2 separate regions of the Sus scrofa genome follow, and region 2 is linked to region 1. A link is a contact called in public Hi-C data. All regions are on one chromosome and are shown on one strand. The core of a region is the stretch at or near the end of the contact, and the rest is flanking DNA. Distances in the headings are between cores, read along the strand shown. Region 1 overlaps NCKAP5 (nck-associated protein 5). Region 2 overlaps NCKAP5 (nck-associated protein 5).

Region 1 (4,017 bases), core at 693-3,192:
AAATTGTGTCTACACTAAGTTAATAAAGTAGCACAGGGAATTCATTTCACCCCATTAAAGCCAAGCCTATACCTTAGTCTGAATTAGTAAGCTTCCACTGTAATTATAAGTGATGATCTGAACGCAGTTCTTTTGCAAGTGTTCTCCTACAAACTTTCAAAATTTCATTTATAAAACAACTTGTAAATATATCCTTAAGATATGAATTAGGCTGTATATCTCTGGATTCATCATGTTTAATTTTTCTAATCCAACTATTATTGGACTTTTTCTTCTCTATGCATTTTTATTACCTCTTCTCTCCTGAGCATTTGAACTTTACCATTGGAGGATCAGTAGCAAAGATTGCCACAATAATAATTAATATGTACAACTGACACTTTCACAACACCATCTCATTTGATCCTCATATGAACCTTTCCAAATAGGAAGGGCAGAAAGTACAACCTCACTTTACAGATGAAGAATCTGAGTTCCACAGAGGCAGCTGACTTTATGAGTGTCATACAGTGTCAGGGCACAGTGGACATGGTCTTTTGATTCCAAGTCCTATAGTCGTGCAGGGGTAGTATTAATTATATTCTGCCGTAGTAGTTCTCATATTTGGATATGCCTTAGACTCATCTGGAGAATTTTAAAAATTTGTGATGTCCTAGTTCCATCTGGGGGATTCTGACTTCATTGATCTAGGGTATGGACTGGGCATGAGAATTTTTTCAATCTCTGCTGATCAATTCTAACATGCAGTCTGGGTTGCAAACCACTGCACTACAAAGCTTTGGATTCAGCTGTTATGTTTTTCCTTTTGTGCTCATCATGGTAACAGTTCTTCCAGCCAAAGTCTTGTTTTCAGTAGCCTACCACCATCTTTCCCTCAAAGTAGCCATTCTGCTGCCTCATGTTCAGGAAACACATTGAGCTTCTGGGGAAGGTCGGAGTTGAGTTGGCCCTTGAAAGACATTAAAATTCAGATAAATGGAAATGTCCTTTTGTTCTTTAGGTACTCTATGCATACCCGCATAAACAGAAGATTATAGGGTATTCTGGTGGGGTACAACAGAGGATTATAGGTGTTCTGGTGAGGTGCAGGAGAGGATTATGGGTATTCTGGTGAGATGCAGCAGAGGATTATGGGAAGTCTGATTAGGTGTAGCAGAGGATTATGGGTAAGCTTTGAGTTTTTAGAGACCTGCAGTTTGGGTTCAGATCCTGACTGAGTCAATCACAAGCCACCTAATATTTGAGGATTTACTAAGTCTCTCAGAGCCCTGGAGACCTTGCTCCCAGCCATATTCAGTCCATGGGTTGGTAGTGAGCACATTGATGAGGAGGCAATGGGGGATCAGAAGGCTGGTCAAGACTTTGGGAGACCATGAGGACATGGAGAGGTGGGCAGGTCAGTGAGTTGCTCAGGAAAATGATTAGAGCACAGGGTGGAACATGTTCAGAGACCACAGACTAGATGGAATGAGAACTAGTGGACATGTCTGAGCAGACAGAAGTACTGATGAAAACCCTGCTGAAAGGAAGGTGTTGCTGGAAATGGAAAATTATTTCACTTGCAAAATTTGGAAGGACCCATGGACACAAAGAAAAAAAAGACGCAATTCTAAACTCACCCTAATTAGTGTTGTCTGTTAAGTGAGCTTGAGTCCTATTTTCCCTTTTTAAAGTTTTAAGGATTAGCAAGTTTCAAGAGAGTTACCAAACTAAGACTTTGTCTTTGACATAATGCAAGGCAGGGCCTTGAAGGACAATGAAAACTTGACAGAGAATATGGGGAGCCAGGTCCCAGGACTGATCCTCACAGTGAATTCCTCAAACCCCTCTTAGCCCCAAAGTTAAAGCCTTCCACTTGGAGCTGAGTTTCCATACTTGTCTGAACCATAATTAGTTCTGACTCTTTTGCCAACATCTGGGATCATTCTTGTTACACAAAGCCAACTGTGCTTGATGGACTTTGAGAAAACTGGCAGCATCCCTACTGTGTAGCAAGAGTTACAGCCAGTTTACTTCAGGGCTAAGGTTTTTAGTGATTTTTAGCAAAAGTAAATAAAGGAATCATCTTGTATCTTAGAAATCAGGGCTTCTTGGAAGAGGTTGGGTCACCTTGTATTTTATCAAGATAGCCAAGAGTGTAGGTCATGGCTACCAGCTGTTTTTTATTTTTGTTTTGTTTTGTTTTTTTGGCTCCCCCTTTTCCTTCCCCCACTTCCCCATGTGGAAGTTCTCAGATCAGGGGTAAAATCCGAGTCAGAGCTGCAACCTATGGCTGTAGCAACACTAGATCTTAACCCAATGAGCCAGGCCAGGGATTGAACAAGCACAACCACAGAGACAAGCCGGATGATTAACCCACTGCACCATAGCAGGAAGAGCTACCAGCAGTTTGTTGTGATATTGCTGTCTTCTAGGTAGCCAGCCCCAATTATCCATGTTGTTCTGAGGAAGGAGTTGCAGTGTGACACTTTAAGGTCAAATGCTATGTGCTGATTAATAAGATAGCTAGCAAGTCTCAGGTGCTCAGAAGGAGGAGAATTAGCTCCAATACCCAGCCACCTCATTTTGCACATGAGGAAACAATGTCACAGATAACCAAGGGGCTTTACCAAGGCTGGGCTGCCCTTGAGTGGCATACCTGGGACAAGAAATCAGCTCAGTTGCCTCCCTCCCAGTGGCAACAGAAAGTTCCTGAACACTGAGATGACCCTGGATGGGACCTAGAAAACTCTTTGTTGGGTTAAGGTGGCAGACGTCTGGGAGAGCCTTTTGTCTCAGGAACAACTTGGGTAGTTCATTCATTCTTTAAATGTACAGAGATTTTGCTTGAAGAAAATAAGTTTTTGATGTGCAGTTATTATTGCTTCTCATATATATGTATATATTCTGACTTTTCATATATGAGTGAGTGTGTGTATGTGTGTATGTATTTGACCTTCCTAATTGTCTCTTAAGATCATGCTTATTTCTTGCTACTTTATCTGAATTTCCTTCCTTCTCTTACCCAGATGAATCATCTGGCAGGGTTATAGGTGTCTTCACCAACTAGCTCTTTGTCTGTATACACCCACTGTGGCTATGAAAGGCTTGTCAGGATGTACATCCCACTCAATGCCAAAGAAGCACCTCAAGTGATAGCTTTCTGCTGCGTTCAGGGGTTAGGGATAAAAATAAGAGTTTTAATGTCAAAAAAACACACCAGGACAATATTGCTGGGAAATTTCTTCTGTCAAATCCTCAAACAGTTGGGCCCTCTGCTGTGCATTGAGTTTTGCCTGACTAGAGAAAATGGGTATTATGTAAATTGTACTAGAAAAAAGATGTAATATTCTTGCTTTATCCTTAAGTTCCATTTAGGTGCAAATAAGCAAAGCTTCTCTCTGTTCTAACATGAGCCCCCAAGAGAATTAGCTAGATAATCCATCTCTGACTTTCAAAAGTACAACTAATGCACTTCATTAGAGCTTTTCTTTTAGGTAACTCAGGAAGGAGGAAGGTGGGAGGAATTGAGTATCTTGATTAGGAGTGTGTCTGTGAGTCTCCAGAAATTCCCAGGGCATTTTAGGATAGACCCTTCATTATAATGGCTTAAAAGTTGATGGATTTCTGTGTGAGATGCATGTGGTAGGAGTGTCCCTTAAAGAATAAACACTCAAAATCTCATTTTTTTGGCGTGGAAATCAGTGTAACAGTGCTTTTACCTTTCATGTAAAGAGCCTATCAGTCCGTTGCTTTGTTTCTGATAGCAAAATACTTGCCTAAAAATGGTTTTCTGTGAAAGTACTTAAGAAAATTTAAGTAGCTCAGCATTGAGCTTGAGCACAGTGTCATCAGAGCTAAATCAAGGTGATGTCATCCCTCATTTAGCATCGTTATAACTACCAGCATTGGGCACTACTGAGTGCCTTCTGTGTTGTGCAAGCATGTGGTAATGGATGTGATATATAAAGCATTCTGGCCCCTGAAAGTCTTACAGTATAACTGGGACTTAGTAAACTGCATATAATGTCTGTTTAC
Region 2 (4,017 bases), core at 1,033-3,532, 160 kb after region 1:
AAAACCAAGGTTTTCCAAATAACTAGTGACATTAATAAGGTTTGACATTGCTTATTAGCAGACAGGTGTCATTTCACCAAATCCTTCTTCTTAGTCAGGAATATTACTGTTTTACAAACAGGAAAATAAGATTCCCAGAGTCATCTTCTTTTTCCCCATTTTTAAAAGTTGTATTAAAGTATGGGTGATTTACAAGGTTGTGATAATTTCTGCTGTACAACAAAGTGGTTAAGTTATACATATACACATATCCATTCTTTTTCAGCTTCATTCCCCACGTAGATCAGCACAATATTGAGTAGAGTTCCCTGTGCTGTGTAGAGGGTCCCTGTTGATCATCATTCCATACACCTTAGTGTCCATATGCCAATCGCAAACACCCAGTCCCCTCCGCCACCTGTCCCCTTTGGTAACCATAAGTTTTTCAAATTCATTGAGTCTGTTTCTGTTCTGCAAATAAGTTTATCTGTATCATTTTTATCAGATTCCTCATATAAGTGACATCATATGATGTGTGTCTTTCTCTGTCTGACTTACTTCACTCATGTGATCATCTCTAGGCTAAAGAGAAGGAGGCTTCCTCTTCTCCAGGTTCTTCTCCTCATCCAAAGCTTCTGGCCCAAGATACCCACTGCCGTCACACCTTCATTTCTAGTTCCTGCCTTGGTTGCTCCCCTTGGCCTGCATACAAAAAAGCTTTTGCAATAGCGTTCAGCAAATCAACCAATTAAGAGGCACTTAAGAGTCTGTTTGGACTTGTCAATGTGCTACACTTCGGGCAAATGGAGTTAAATACATTTGGGTGGTGTCCTGATCATCTGAGTTATAGACAACACCATGACGGGCATAAGTGATATTTTCCAAAATAAGGGCAGTGAATCTAATAACCTATTAACATGATCAAATCATTTTCCCTGGAACCATGTTTCTGCCAAGAAGTAATAGAGTCAAAATATTCTATCTCAACCTTCAAAATCATGCAATCTACCTGCCTTGTTATCTAATGCTTGGATTGATTCACGCCTGGTGCAAGGTCACACAGTCTGTGTAGAACAGAGAGGACCCAGGAGTCCTGATTCCCAGTACTCTGCCTTTTCCACTGTGCCATGCATAACATGTTTGAATTTTACCTGAATTAACGAAGAGGAAGTGCTGTCAGCCTAATGGGCAGCTTTGGGAAGTGGTTTTAGATGAAGTGGGCTGACTAGAAACCCCTAACTCCAAGGAGGCATGATGGAGGAGACCGGAGAGGGGGAAGGGAGGAGAAATTACTGTGTGGAGGAGCAGAAAGATGACAAATACTAAGCTTCAAGCTGTCTTGGTTTTAAGTCCCAATACCACCAGTTTGCTTGGTTGGGTGATAATGGGCAGGTTCTTGAAATTCCTCGAACCTTAATTTCCATCAGAACAAATAAAGTAATGAAAGGTGTCTAAAATGCCTGGTACCCTGACTGTCACATAAAGAAGCTGAGCAGATGCTGTGCTTCTTTACTGTCTCTTGCTATGATGTAAGTGACCTGCATCTGGGTGGCAGGGAAACAGAGAGGGTACCAAAAGTGATTTGTTTGTTCAGCAAGAATATTTTTGAGAAACTGATCAGAGGGAAGGAGGTTTTAGGCCCCAAACTTACTGTATTAAATCTATTTCTCTTCACTATTAACTTTTTTGATTGTTTTGCAGTTTTCCTGGGATTTGTATTTCTGGGGATTGTCTGCAGATATTTAGCTCTAAGTAGATCCTTACAGGCTTTTAGTTCAGTGACTCAGAGTGAATGTTTAAGCAAGAATGCGTATGAGGTGTTATGGCATTGGATGCAATGGAAATATTCAGAATTAAGCTGTCTATCTCATCTGCTGGCTAACTTTAAAGGGAAAGAGGGTAGTGGCTGGATCATAGAATCTTTGAGATTCTGAGCAAGGCAATAGGTTTTCTCCACACATACAGAGAAAAATTTTCTTATAACCTCAAGATGTGCAGGGACCATGTGAAGCCTATTACATCCTTAAATAAGAAATGAATCCTAAGTTAAGATTGAATCCTTGATGATGGCCTGCATCATAACCTACCTTCTACCTTTATTTATTCATTTCATGTTGGACACTTTCTATTTTGTATTCCTCTTAACTTCGGAGTGTTTTGAAACCCTTCTCAAGTATGTTAGACCCCTAAATGTCCACCTTTAAAAATTCAAAGCACAAGTCCCCCAAAAGAGATAATTGTTTTCAGTTTTCCCTTTTGGTGATTGCATTCCTTTCCTGCATGGGTAAATATTGAATGGGAGGGGATAATAGATAAAGGATCATGTCATAGGAATCATATTGCACAATAGGTCTATTTCAAGGCATTTCTAATGTGAAGAAAATCGGAATTTCAAAACCAAATGTGCTGTGCATTTTCTGATAAGTGAGGCATACAGATGTTTTCCAACAAGCCTTGCTCATATTTCATTGTTAGTTTTGATGTTATTCAAGGCAAGCACTGAGATCCTTGAATTAATGTACAGATCTCATAATAATATGAGTGCAAAATGCATTACCATTGATGTTGTAGCAGAATTTGCCATAAAAATGGGGAGAGCCAAAATGAAAGAGATAATCCGCAAGCTGACGCCTCTGATGCAAAATTATCTTCTCATTACAATGGTATGTCCATTACAAAAGAAAGGAAAAATAACTCACCGCATTAATTCCACATCAAAATGGAACATTTGGGGTGTTCCATATGCCCTTTGTACAGCTGGGTGGATTACCACTATTGATTGTTCACTAAGCTTCCAGAATGTTTATTTTAGTCCTAAGCTAAATTCTGCTTCTGTTTTCTGACCAGATTTTGAAACTCTGTTAAGATCCACATAGCAGTGTTCATTTGTGACTCCTCAAAGCAGTTTTCTGGTATATCTTAGTCCTTACCCTAGTTAAGTGGAGCCGTTAAACCCATTCCACCAGTGGCTATGACCTATTTCTAAAGAATATTTACTGTATCTATTCATCCACCCCAGAAAATTCCCTTGTTCCCTTTCCCAGTCCATTACCCAGAACCTCCAGCCCCAGGCCACTGCTGATCTGTTTTCTGTCACTATGGATTAGTTTTGCCTTTTTAAGAGTTTAATATGAGTGGAACCATATGATGTATACACTTTTGTGTCTGGCTTATTTTATTTAGCCTGTGTTTGATATTCATCCGTGTAGTTTTTTGTATCAGAAGCTCTTCAATGAGGACATGATTTTTTTTTTTTATTTGTGATGAGACGTGTCATAAGTACTTCCTCAAACATTTGTGGGAATGTTTAGTAAGTTAATGACCAGCTTTTTGGTAGTAGATGTATTGGGTGTCAGTTAATAGTTAAAAATGTTCCCAGGACTTGTGCAGTGTTGCCAAAAGGGAAGCTATGTATATATCTTGAGCTAGATTCTAAGGAAAATAGATAAGTACATGAAAAAGCTAGAACAAGAATTTTGGAGTTAAATACATCCAGATTTCAATTCAGTCTTTACTATTCATTAATATTATGACCTCGGGCAAGTAATTTCATCACTAAAGTTCTGAAATCTCCTCTATGAAAGAACAAAAACCCAATATTTACCTCTTGGTTATAATGTGTGTATGTTTTAAAGTGAATTACCCTATGTAAAGCATGTAGTACAATGCATTAAACTGCACATAATAGCTATTTAATTATATCACTTCTGTATTATTTTTTGCCCCATTGTTTTACACATCCTTGCTTCTCTCACAGTGTTTAATGCACTTTGGGGGACTAATAACTTTCCATTGGCTTTCACTCTCAAGAGTTTTGATAATTACCTTCAGCCACTTTGGATACACTTGTTTATTGTTACCGTATAAATATGGCCCATTTCCTACTTTTGAAATAGGAAACCAACTGTACTGGCATGGCGTGAAAATTTGCACAGTTTATACACGATCATAAAATACTACCTAAAGCATTCCATAGAATACAAAAGTGGATGAAGGCTGCGTGTAGAAGCATGTACAATCTGTCAGAGGGGAACAGTT

What was found. A called contact is a pair of places that touch in the nucleus more often than the background predicts.
Region 2: a Hi-C map of liver shows a contact between it and region 1, with 6 times the contacts expected there. The contact joins two enhancer-like sites. A contact is called at or near these places in 4 of 47 Hi-C or Micro-C datasets (liver and skeletal muscle).

What each region holds. Positions count from the first base shown.
Region 1 is chr15:19,164,834-19,168,850 of Sscrofa11.1, forward strand. The region is part of intron 6 of NCKAP5 (nck-associated protein 5); the gene reads left to right. Among named protein-coding and RNA genes, the nearest start is that of LYPD1, 360 kb to the right of the region's middle. Within about 2 kb of position 1,943, at least 1 of the 83 cell types and tissues checked has an H3K27ac peak or open chromatin away from gene starts, as enhancers often do. A contact at or near this core is called in liver, where this site is marked.
Region 2 is chr15:19,326,014-19,330,030 of Sscrofa11.1, forward strand. The region is part of intron 10 of NCKAP5 (nck-associated protein 5); the gene reads left to right. Among named protein-coding and RNA genes, the nearest start is that of LYPD1, 200 kb to the right of the region's middle. Within about 2 kb of position 2,283, at least 2 of the 83 cell types and tissues checked have an H3K27ac peak or open chromatin away from gene starts, as enhancers often do. A contact at or near this core is called in liver, where this site is marked.